Regions from separate parts of the Sus scrofa genome. Here regions 1, 2 and 3 are each linked to region 4. Evidence: chromatin contacts called from public HiChIP or PLAC-seq data. All regions are on one chromosome and are shown on one strand. The core of a region is the stretch at or near the end of the contact, and the rest is flanking DNA. Distances in the headings are between cores, read along the strand shown. Region 1 overlaps NREP (neuronal regeneration-related protein). Region 2 overlaps NREP (neuronal regeneration-related protein). Region 3 holds the start of LOC100518827. Region 4 has its middle 18 kb from the start of YTHDC2.

Region 1 (2,700 bases), core at 133-2,632, 300 kb before region 4:
TGGTACATATACGCAATGGAATATTAGCCATTAGAAGAAAAGAAATAATGGCATTTTCAACAACATGGATGGACCTAGAAATTATCATGCTAAGTGAGGTCGGTCAGACAGTGAGACACCAACATCATATGCTGTCGCTTACATGTAGAATCTAAAAAAAGGACACAATGAACTTCTTTGCAGAACAGATACTGACTCACAGACTTTGAAAAATTTATGGTTACCAAATGAGACAGGTTGGGGGGTAGGGGGGTGCACTGGGGGTTTAGGATGGAAATGCTATAAAATTGGGTTGTGATGATCATTGTACACCTATAAATGTAATAAAATTCATTGAGTCCAAAAAAAAAGATGCTATATCAGAATAAATGAGTAAATAGGAATACTGTATATCATCATGGATAAATCTCACAATGTTTAAGCAAGAAGGATGCAGACAGAATGATACAATTTATTTACAGTTTTACAAAATAACTACACATATTATCTTGAGATATGTATATACATAGTAAAAGTATAAAGACATTTTTGGAAAAGCCAAACATCAAGTTTAGGGTAGTGAAAACCTGTGTCAGAGAGTAAGGATAGTGCTGTTGGGGAGCGGCACATAGGGAACTTAAACTGCAATTTAACATTTTAGTTCTTAGGCTAATGGGGGATACATAGATGGTGGGTAGATGAGTGCTCATTATCCTATATCCTAGACCTATTTGTTTGTCTCAAGTATTTTTATAATTAAAAAAATTCGGGGTTTTAACATTTTGAATGCCTTTGTGTTGGACTGCAGGTTTTGACCTATTGTTGATATACAGGTGCAGTTACCTTGAATCTTAATGTGTTACTCAGCGGTAGGGCCGACATACTCCATCCCTGGAGCCGGTTTGACAGCACATTTAACGTGAGGACATTTGTTTTGGACGATGAAAATGCTTTTAATAACCTTGGTCTTCCAGCAACACTCTTATTTATGATTAGAATATGTTGCTATGGAAAATTGCTTGTTGAGGGGGAAAGGGCTTTAAGATTTTGTTTTGTTTTTCATTTGTTTGTCTTCTTGTACTTTAACCTTACTTCAGTTTTCTTACCCAGATTCTATGGCTGTATTGTTGTTGTCTGCATTTTCTTTTTGAACATTCTAGTAAGAGATTCACAAACTATCTTTGCCCTTTATTTCACATTTTAGGTGGGTGAGTTTTGGTCACCAAGCATCAAGTTAGGTGGTTTTCTCATTCTCCAGAGAGGATGAGAAAAACTGGAAATGCCTTCTACATGGGGAATTGATTAAGCTCAGATTTTTTTTTCCCACACTGGAAAGATGCTGATTTGGATTCATAGTCATGATATGACTCAGCCACAGCTGGGAACATGTTGTCCACTTACAGTGAGCTGTTCTTTGCTTGGGAAAGGTGACAGACTGACAGGGCAGGGGAGAGAAGTGCTGGATTGGTTTTGGTGTTTAGGAATTTTTTCCATGAAGACATGCCTTGGACTCCCATTCACTTTTGCATGTCCCTTAGGCACAGCTGTCTGGAAAGGAGTCTTGTTTTTGTCTCTGAGCATATATGACAAATGATCTTTGAACCTGGTGTAACTGAAATAGCCACAGCAGATCCTAGCCTACATATCTACAGATTGTTGACATAGAGGCAAGTACCACCGGGGCATCTCTCCCTCTCTTGTGTGCATCTTGTAAGGCAGGGCTGAGTAACAGTAAGGACTGTTAAGTATATAGTTTGTATTGTTGTTTTTTGAAAATAGTGAGGATTCATTTCACTATGTTTCGGCCAGCATTTATCCAGTACACTGCCTTCTATTTTCTTCACAGCTGTTCACTGCCATACATTTCTGATCCAAAATACAAAGTTGTCCAAAAAAATGTGGAACACATTGACCTGATCTTTGCACCAGGGAAGTCACATTACAGGAAAGATGAAATTATTAGAATGAGGCTTTTGTGGGGAACTGAATATTTCTGGATTTATAGGGATGATTAGGCCCCTATCTTTCTCAATGCAGTTTGTCTTCATTATTTAATATTTGGGGCCAACAAATGTGTTTTCTAACAAATATAACTTTGATATCCAAAACATTTAATGTGGCTCTCGAAGACTGAGTTGGCAGCAGATGTTGAATTAGAAATTATGAGGAATGTGAGTGAGCGTTGCCAGCATGGAGTATAGCATGTGAACATAAACTGATCATAAAGTGGCAAAGTCTAGGAAAGCCTTAGTAACTAACAAGAAGACATCTTTATACGATGTCATAAAGAAATAAGTTTACTTCAAACATTACATGAATACTAAAATTTATGTGATAACTAGAACATGCTATGAAAAATTTCCTGGCCAAGATGCCTTGCTTTAAGATATGCCTTAAAATAATTTAAAATTATCACATCCGTGCACTCTTCCAAAGAGTGGTCACCTCTTAGAAGGAGGAAGAGTATGGTATATTTGTTAAGAGCCTAATGTTTGGACTTAGGGTCCAGCTTCTCTAGAAAACCTCTGAGTGGTTTCTCTCTGAGATTTATTTTCTGCATCTGTAAAGAACAGATTAAAGTAATTACATCATAGATTTGTTGTGAGGATTTAATAAGATAATATAAAGCAGCTAGTCGGCTCAATAAGTGATATCTATCATGATTACATTATATAAATGATATGTAAATGATAAAACTGAAACCTTTTCTAAGTTGATAAA
Region 2 (2,700 bases), core at 140-2,639, 360 kb before region 4:
ATAAATACATTCTTTTTCTCACATTTTCCTTCATCATGTTCCATCTCATGTGAGTAGATAGAGTTCCCTGTGCTGTATAGCAGGATCTCATTGCTTACCCTTTCCAAATGCAATAGTTTGCATCTATTAACCCCAAGCTCCCAGTCCATCCCATTCTCTTCCCCTCTCCCGTTGGCAACCACAAGTCTGAATGCAATGGTTTTTAAAATAATTTTTAAAAGTTCTTTTCTCTTCCATTGTTAAGTCTTGGTATGTAACAGGTCCACTTTGGAAATTCACTCTTAAGAAGCCAATTACAAAAATAAAATATGTGTAAAACAAATGTCAATCCATATTTGGTATTTGAGTGTAATACATTACTCTGATGCAAAAGCCCAAAGGAACATATTTCTTATTTATATGTTTCTATTTTCCTTTCCCTTGTCTCTCCTCCCTCCATTTCTCCCTTTCATTCCAAAATGCCTTTAGTTCTGTTTTGTCACTAAGAAAAAGTTAGTTTCTTCTTGTCTGGCCAAAGGCCAAAAGTGATTGCCAGGCAAACTCAGTCACCTCTTTGAGGATTAATGTTGGGACTTCTACCCAGCATGCTCTAGGTTTGCAGTGTTCGTTTTGCCAAGATAAGTCTCTGGGCAGTCCCGTATGCGTTTGGAAGAGGACTTGAGAAAAGTTTAATCATTTGCGGAGTTGATTTTTGACAGGTCAGCAGAAAACTGCTTTATTTAATCAAGATTAATGTGTTTAAGTAAGACTCAGGAAATAAAGACTATTGGCTTTGGCGGCAGGTTTGGGCAACAGGCAAATGCAGAGAGTTCTAGGGAGAGCCACTGATAAACAGGCATCTCTGAAAAAAATCCCATAAACCTATAAAGAAGCCAGTTTTTCAGTTATATTGACATCAAGTATTGTTTTTAGACCCAATTAGATAGAGAAGAAATATTAGGCCTTGGCCTTCTTTTACATGTGACCATAATCTCCATTAGCAACAAAAACAATATCACTGAAACAGTGGGTTTCCAGAAAACCCTTCTAGAACCTTTAGTGAAGGCTTTGGAATAGAAGAGTAACTGGGAATTTAATTAGCATGCACTAGGGCTGGAGGAATAAAAATTGGATTACAGATACTTAACAACAGTAAAGGGAGAGGAAGGAAATGGAAACATTAAAAATATTTTGAATGGACGTGTGTTCTTGCATGCAGTGTCATCTAAAAGAGAAGCCAGCTAAATTTGGTCATCTTTTGAAGTTCCAGTGACTTGTATTTCCCAGGAGTGACCAGGCCCTGAGAATCTGACTCATGTTTACCAAAATACTTGCATGACGGAGGTAGACACAAGAATGATGACTTATTTATTAACAAAGGAAGGTATAACTACTCTGTGTGGCCTGGGACTACACGTGAGAGCACGATCAAGACAATCCTTCCCTGTAGACAAGTCTTCGTGAGACGCTTCGTCATAGTTAGAAACCATGGGAAAAATACAGGAATATCAGAAATAAAGGTTGTATCATCAATCTGTTCTTTCCCTAAAGTTAAGCAACTTGGGAGTCAGAGTTCCTTGGTGATCCTGGACTCAGAAGAAAGAGGCTTTAAATAAACGCAGTGTGCAGTGGCACCAGTCCAGGGGTATGTGATGTTTCCATTTCTTGAGAGGAATGGTTTTGCCAGATGGACCAGGGCAGGCACTGTCTTATGGCACATGCTTCCAATATCAGCTCAGCAAAAGAGTGGCTTTGCAATTGGACTGAAATAAGTATAAGCAATCTCCTTTTCAATCTTCTTGGATTTTTGGAACTGTACAAATCTCATCCTTAAATCTATTTCTATTTGATAATGGAGAGCTTCTGGGAACAGCTTTATGTTACGGATTATCTTCACCCACTGTTACTCTCCTGTGTCCATCCATCTCTTTCTTCAGCCAGCCAAACTGGAGAATTAAACGTGATAGAATAGAATTCACCACCTACATATTTCAAATCTTTACTGATGTTACCACATTCGCCAGTCCTCAGAATTGCAATGTGGCTCTTGGTTGAATATTGTGGTAGGGATAGGTGTTCCAGAATATTTCATATATTACTTACTCCTATATTCTTTTGTTCGTTTGTTTTTGGCCACACCCATGGCATGTGGAAGTTCCCAGGGCCAGAGATCGAACCTGCACCACAGCAGCCACCAGAACCACAGCAGTGACACTGCCAGATCCTTAACCTGCTAAGCCATGAGGGAGCTCCCTTACTTCTGTATTCTACTCTGTGAATCAGGAAGCTATCATGGGGGGCTCTATGATTAAGGATATCAGTTCTTTAGCTCCTGAATTAGTAATTGCAATTAACCGTATAATAATAGATTCAGGGTCCTCCTAAACCCTCTCTGAGGCTGTCACCATTTCATTTTAACTTGAGTCCCCTATGTCATCCTTCTGACCAATAGATAAGAGTGATATTCTGTGTCCTCAGGAATTAGTGTTGGCACAGAGCCAGTACAAAAAAGATTGAGTTTCACATTCCCAGTTAATTCAGTAGCTTTCTGTGTAGATGGATAATAAGAATAGATAACATTTATTGAGCACTTACTATACATCAGGTACTCTTCTAATACTTATTTTTAAAGGTTCTAGATGCTGGTATCTCACCAAACATACACAGTCTTTGGCATAAAGAATATTTTTTTTCTGGACCCACTCAGGGGCACATAGAGGG
Region 3 (2,700 bases), core at 14-2,513, 480 kb before region 4:
CTGTAGCTGCTGGCCTTCACCATGGCCACAGTAGCTTGGGATTCAAGCCGCATCGGTGACCTACACCATAGCTCATGGCAATGCCGGATCCTTAACCCACTTTGTGAGGCCAGGGATGGAACTGTGTCCTCATGGATACTGGTCGGGTTCCTTAACCGCTGAGCCACAATGGGAACTCCATGAATGTTATTTTAAATGTTGGAAAAGCCGCAAAAAAAGGTAAAAGGAACCAGCTAAATTAATCTTAACAGTAATTCACCATGTGCTCAATATTGTCATTGCAACCTGTAATCAATATAAAATCATTGATGATGTATTTGCATTTTTTTATTCGTACTAAGTCTTCAAAGTCCAGTATATATCTTATATTACCAGTACATTTGAGTTCAGACTAGTCCCATTTCAGGTGCTCAGAAGCAGGCCTTGGCCAGTGTCGCTGGAGCAGTGGCAGGAGGGCAGGGTGGCTTGAGATGCAGTGTAGGTGACAGGCAGGAGCAAATCCTGTCAGGCTTTGTACCTGTGGTAAGGAGTTGGGATTTTATGCTGAAATTTTAGAAGCGATCAGTACCAGAAAGAAAGTTGAGGTGGTTAATTGGCTTTATGCTGATAACCATTCCTCATTGAAAGGATAGAGGCTGCAGTCATTTGGGCTGACTGGTAGCACCTGGGGCTCCCTGCACCTGTAAGTCCTAGTAGAGACTTATTCAGGGACCACCTCCCAGGACCTTTCTTTGTTTCTTTGAAGCAAAAAGAAACAGAAAAGAAAGAAAAAGAGGGAGGGAGGAAAGAAAAAAAAAAAAAAAAAAAAAAAGGAGAGAGAGGAAGGAAAGGAAGGAAGGACGAAGAAAACATAAAATGCAAGCCCATAGCCCAGTGGTCGTCACACCAGGATTAGCCTGAATGATAACATCAATGTTGGGACAGTAGGGACAGTGACCATCCAGAAGTAAATGTGTAATGATTATGGGAGGTAAAGAACTCTAAGGACTTCACTAGGAAGTCTCTCTCATGTCTGGGGAGAGAAAGGTTGGGGAAGGAGAGGGACTCCTCAAAAAGTGTTACTGAAAGACACTGAAAGGTACAATGTGAGGATTATACCAAATTTCAATCTTACCTTCTTGCTAGAGAAAGTCGGGAAATTTCCTTGGGCTGGAGCAGCTAGCAAATCTAGGTTTAGATTCATCTCTCACTCTTGTTCTTTTGGGTAAATGATCACCTCTGTAAGCCCACGGTTCCTCTTGTCCAGGATAATACCTTTACCCATGTACCACATAGGTTTAAAGAATGAAGGCAGGTTTGTTGAATCATCTAGCACTGGTTAGTACATAGTGACACCCAATTAATGACTCTCATGAGCCTGACTCTTCTTGTTTACTGCCACCGCAGGTAAGGAACCTTGGTGGGTTGAGTTTCTTAAGGAAGCCGGGCAGGGGACTATGTTGCTGTGCGTGGTTTTTTTTAAGGGCTTGACATTTTGTTCCGACCTGATTCTTTCCTATGTGCCCCTTATACCTCTTCCCTAAACTCTGGATGGTTCAAGAATAGATAGAGGGGAGACATGTGTTTCACTTACTGGATTAATGTTGGTGTCAGGAAATTAATTCTAAATTCTTCATCGTCCTGTCTGCCTTGACCTCACGTAGCCTGGTAAGGAAAATCCAGTAATTAAGCCAATGCAAGCAGAAAGGACATGAGAAAATGATAGGGGATATTTTCTGCCTAGTTTCCCCTCCATCCTTGCCTGCTGGAGTGATGGCCTTGTGGAAGGATGTACAAGCTTCATACAGAGTGAGTGCGAGCATGGGACACGTTCAGTTTCCTTGTCCGGTGTGGTAGCAGAGTAATGGTCCTTCACACATCCTAATCCCCAGAACCCGTGAATATGTTTCATTACACAGTAAAACAGGGCTTTGCCCACGTGGTTAATGTGAGGGACTGAGAGATGAGAAAATAAAAAATGAAGAGGAAAACAGGAGAGTCAGAGATGGGGCAGAAGAGAAGGCTGGAGAAGACAAACTTCCATTGCCTTTGAAGATGGAGGAGGAAGATCTTTGAAGCCAAAGTGTATAGACAGCCTCTAGGAGCTGGGAATGGCCCTCAGCTGACAGCCAGCAAGGAAACAGAGACTTCATTTCTACAACTATATGGAACTTAATTCTGCCAACCACCTGAGTGAGCATGGAAGCAGATTCTCCTCTGGAATCTCCAGAAAAGAACACAGCCCTCTGATGCCCTGATTTTAGCCCAGTGAAACTCACGCCAGATTTCCAAACAACAGAGCTATGATAATACATTTGCGTTGTTTTAAGTTGCTAAATTTGTGTAAACTTGTTAACGGCAGCAGGAGAAAACGAATAACACACTGTTAGGAGTGGAGAGTGAAAAGTGTGTTGTTTTTCTTATTCTGCTCCTTGTCCCACTAATTTTCTTATCAGGAGCATAAGTAAGATTTTGCAGATAAGGTATGCACATTTGGTTTTAAAGTGCTTAATCATTATGGGGTTGACATTTTGGTTTTTTTGGTGTTAGGGATCTGATTTATTTATTTATTTATGTTTGTCTTTTTAGGGCCACACGCAAGGTATATGGAGGTTCCCAGGCTAGGGGTCAAACTGGAGCTATAGCCACTGGCCTACACCACAGCCAGAGCAACACCAGATTTTTAACCACTGAGCGAGGCCAGGGATTGAACCTGCATCC
Region 4 (2,700 bases), core at 72-2,571:
AGATAACGGTACCAGAAATGTCCCAATAATTCAGGTGCTATCACTTTTAGGAGTATTTTATAATACAGCCAAGAGATACATGATACCCAATGGGTCTTGCTTGTGAGAGACAAAACTCCTTGCTTATTGGCCAGAATTTCTGGCTCTTATACAGCCTCTGAATCCTGCTCCACTGTGCACATTCTCTGCAGTGGAGTTCCAAATCCACCTCTGTTTTTGGAAAGAGCCGTGCTGGGCATATTGAAGCCTAACATCCTTATTTATATAATTCCTCTTTCTTTTCCCCATGGTCATGCCTGGATATTAGACTCTAACATCCAAACTGGTGTGAGATAAATATTTGATTGTAACTGAAAGACATCACATACAGCTCAGAACATGTTTTTATATGTAGGCTGTCTAAGCACAAATCTCCGCAGGCCATCAACTTCCCTGTGACCAGCTGGACCCTGCCCGTGCAGTTCTGATAAAGTACATCACTGCCTTTGTGAAGCATTCCCTGGCTCCAAATGTTCACAGAATTCCCGCCATGGCTGGATCCCCTGGTTCCTGTCTTCAAGAGTGAGATGGCATCAACCCCTTGAACACAGCCTTGAGGGAGTCAATAGGACCAGCCTGTTTCTGGCTTCAGTGTCTCCCAAGGCTGCTGGTATACCTCCTTTGCATGTCAGTTATTGACTGCTTATTGTCTCTTAGTTTGAAATAGAATAATTAATAGAGGAACACCAAGACTTCCTGAAACCCAAGATGAATATGAATTATATATATAAATACTTACAAATTTGAACTTATCTGACTTGACCATTCATAAGGCAAGAGAAGCAAAAGGTATATGAAAATGGTATGTCAAGGATTGGGTACAGCCTGAAGTGGGGATGGATCTGATCACAAATAGATCCATTTGTGTCCAGCACAATAACATAAAATTGTAGGCTGAAAGAAAAAGGTTGTGACATTGAAGGAGCATATAGTGTTTAGGCCAAAGTTTGTAAGAACTCCCTGGCCGCTCCATCCCCGAGATCTGAAGTCCAGGATAAAGCCATCATCAGAGCCCTGAACTCACCGTCCAGAAAGAAAACGACACAAGTGCCTTTTGACAGGTCGCCTCACAGGACAGGCCCCCGATGTTGACACATGTCTCCCATGGCCCAAGCACGGGTAGGACATTCCTCGTGAGCGCTAGGATTCGAGCACAGGGCCATGTAGGGTGAGTCAGGTGGAGGCCTGAGAAAAACCAGATGCTTGGGAAAGAAGTAACAGGAGATACTGGAAATACTGTACAGTCTAGACTGAATGCTTCAGTGGTCTCAAGATAAACAAAGTAGGCCAAGGGTGAAATGTGTGAGCTCAGTCAGCTTTACCCATGAGAGTTCCAGCTCCTATCTTCAGGAAACAGCTCAGGCTCGATTTTGACCACAGGCAAACTTGGCATGCACTTTCCTTGCTTTCTTTCAGCCTGCTCCATGTGTTTGAATTTCTATGACGGCACATTCCCATCACAAGCACTTCCCCAGATTTGAGGGCCCGGTCTTGGGGCATAGGGAAAGGAACTCTCCCCAAGCGTTTCCTTCCTGAAGGAGGTGCTAACCGAGGTGCCGAGGAAGGATGGGTGTGCTGGGGCTCTGCTCTGGCTGTTTGCTCTCCTCAGATGTTGCCTGCAGGCCAACTAGTTCGCTGGGGATAGATCTGCAAAGGCTGAGGGAAGACCGGCTGGTCCCAGGATGGGCATGAGCCTAATGGTGCCTTAACCAGCTGATGTCAGAGAGGGTTGTCACTCATGTGGATGTGAGAGCCCATTAGCACACATCTCTTGGACAAACTGGGGAAACAGTGCTCCTAAACTAATGCTCGCAACATGGTCTCTCAACTTTTCTTCCATCCATCAACTTCTGAGGACCCATCCAGGCTCTGGTACTATCACAACAAGGGCCTGTCCATGTGGACTCACCCATCTGTGCCTAAGATGCTGCCAGAGCATGTCCCCACTTTCCCAGGGTGAGTTCCTGAGTTGGCTCTGTTTCCAATCAGCCTGTTTCTGACCCTGACTTTGATCCTTTGGCTCACATCCCACTCGGCTCCTCCAGCCTGGTGAACTTTTTGATTTATTATTCTTTTGACTTAACTGGACTTTCAATCAGCTCTCTTCCTCCTGAGAGTCTTATGTAGGCCCCCGTTGGCACCCTTCCAGGACCCCCTCCCACACTTGCAGATACTTTTCCAGGGCAGCCCTGACCAAGATCAACTCACTACACGGTCTCTCCCATATCTGACTTTTCCTAGGAGGGTGGTAGGAAGCAGCTCAGCAGAAACAGACATGTAATCAAGACATATTAGAGAGCCAGGGTCTTTGTACTTAAAACACCCAAATTCTCCATCAACAAATAGACTATCACAATATTTAGTCTATTGACTGATCAACTTAATGTTGAAACTACCAAGTCTTCTGAGGACCATAGGTGTCAAGTGTCAAAGAATTGACCTCAATGGGCAAGTAAACTTTTAAGTACTTGAAGAAATTCCAGGCTTGAGATCCCAGGCTTCCAAATGGAATTCACAATTAGAAGGATGATCTATTAAAACAGTGGCAGCATTTGTGCTATTTAAAAAAAAAATGAAATATGAATCTTCTAAAGAAAATGAAAAGTGTATCCATGTGAACATAATTTAAGTAAATGCTCTGAGCACTAATGCAATGCCTTT

Evidence for each region. HiChIP or PLAC-seq counts read pairs in DNA pulled down with a chosen protein or histone mark.
Region 1: a contact with region 4 is called in an H3K27ac HiChIP or PLAC-seq map of skeletal muscle, with 4 times the contacts expected there. The contact joins two enhancer-like sites. A contact is called at or near these places in 1 of 47 Hi-C or Micro-C datasets (embryonic fibroblasts) and 1 of 2 datasets of contacts at active chromatin or transcription factors (skeletal muscle).
Region 2: an H3K27ac HiChIP or PLAC-seq map of skeletal muscle shows a contact between it and region 4, with 5 times the contacts expected there. The contact joins two enhancer-like sites. A contact is called at or near these places in 1 of 47 Hi-C or Micro-C datasets (psoas muscle) and 1 of 2 datasets of contacts at active chromatin or transcription factors (skeletal muscle).
Region 3: a contact with region 4 is called in an H3K27ac HiChIP or PLAC-seq map of skeletal muscle. The contact joins the promoter of LOC100518827 here to the enhancer-like site in region 4. A contact is called at or near these places in 11 of 47 Hi-C or Micro-C datasets (adipose tissue, brain, embryonic fibroblasts and 6 more) and 2 of 2 datasets of contacts at active chromatin or transcription factors (alveolar macrophages and skeletal muscle).

Annotation. Positions count from the first base shown.
Region 1 is chr2:117,681,524-117,684,223 of Sscrofa11.1, forward strand. All of the region lies in intron 2 of NREP (neuronal regeneration-related protein), which reads left to right. Among named protein-coding and RNA genes, the nearest start is that of NREP, 180 kb to the left of the region's middle. Within about 2 kb of position 1,383, at least 10 of the 83 cell types and tissues checked have an H3K27ac peak or open chromatin away from gene starts, as enhancers often do. A contact at or near this core is called in skeletal muscle, where this site is marked.
Region 2 is chr2:117,625,717-117,628,416 of Sscrofa11.1, forward strand. The region is part of intron 2 of NREP (neuronal regeneration-related protein); the gene reads left to right. Among named protein-coding and RNA genes, the nearest start is that of NREP, 120 kb to the left of the region's middle. Within about 2 kb of position 1,390, at least 8 of the 83 cell types and tissues checked have an H3K27ac peak or open chromatin away from gene starts, as enhancers often do. A contact at or near this core is called in skeletal muscle, where this site is marked.
Region 3 is chr2:117,506,344-117,509,043 of Sscrofa11.1, forward strand. It overlaps LOC100518827, which reads right to left and starts at 1,264. Exons shown (of 4, transcript XM_013995035.2): 1 at 1,191-1,264. The coding sequence starts at 1,264. The region is part of intron 1 of NREP (neuronal regeneration-related protein); the gene reads left to right.
Region 4 is chr2:117,984,405-117,987,104 of Sscrofa11.1, forward strand. No RefSeq gene overlaps it. Among named protein-coding and RNA genes, the nearest start is that of YTHDC2, 18 kb to the right of the region's middle. Within about 2 kb of position 1,322, at least 12 of the 83 cell types and tissues checked have an H3K27ac peak or open chromatin away from gene starts, as enhancers often do. A contact at or near this core is called in adipose tissue and skeletal muscle, where this site is marked.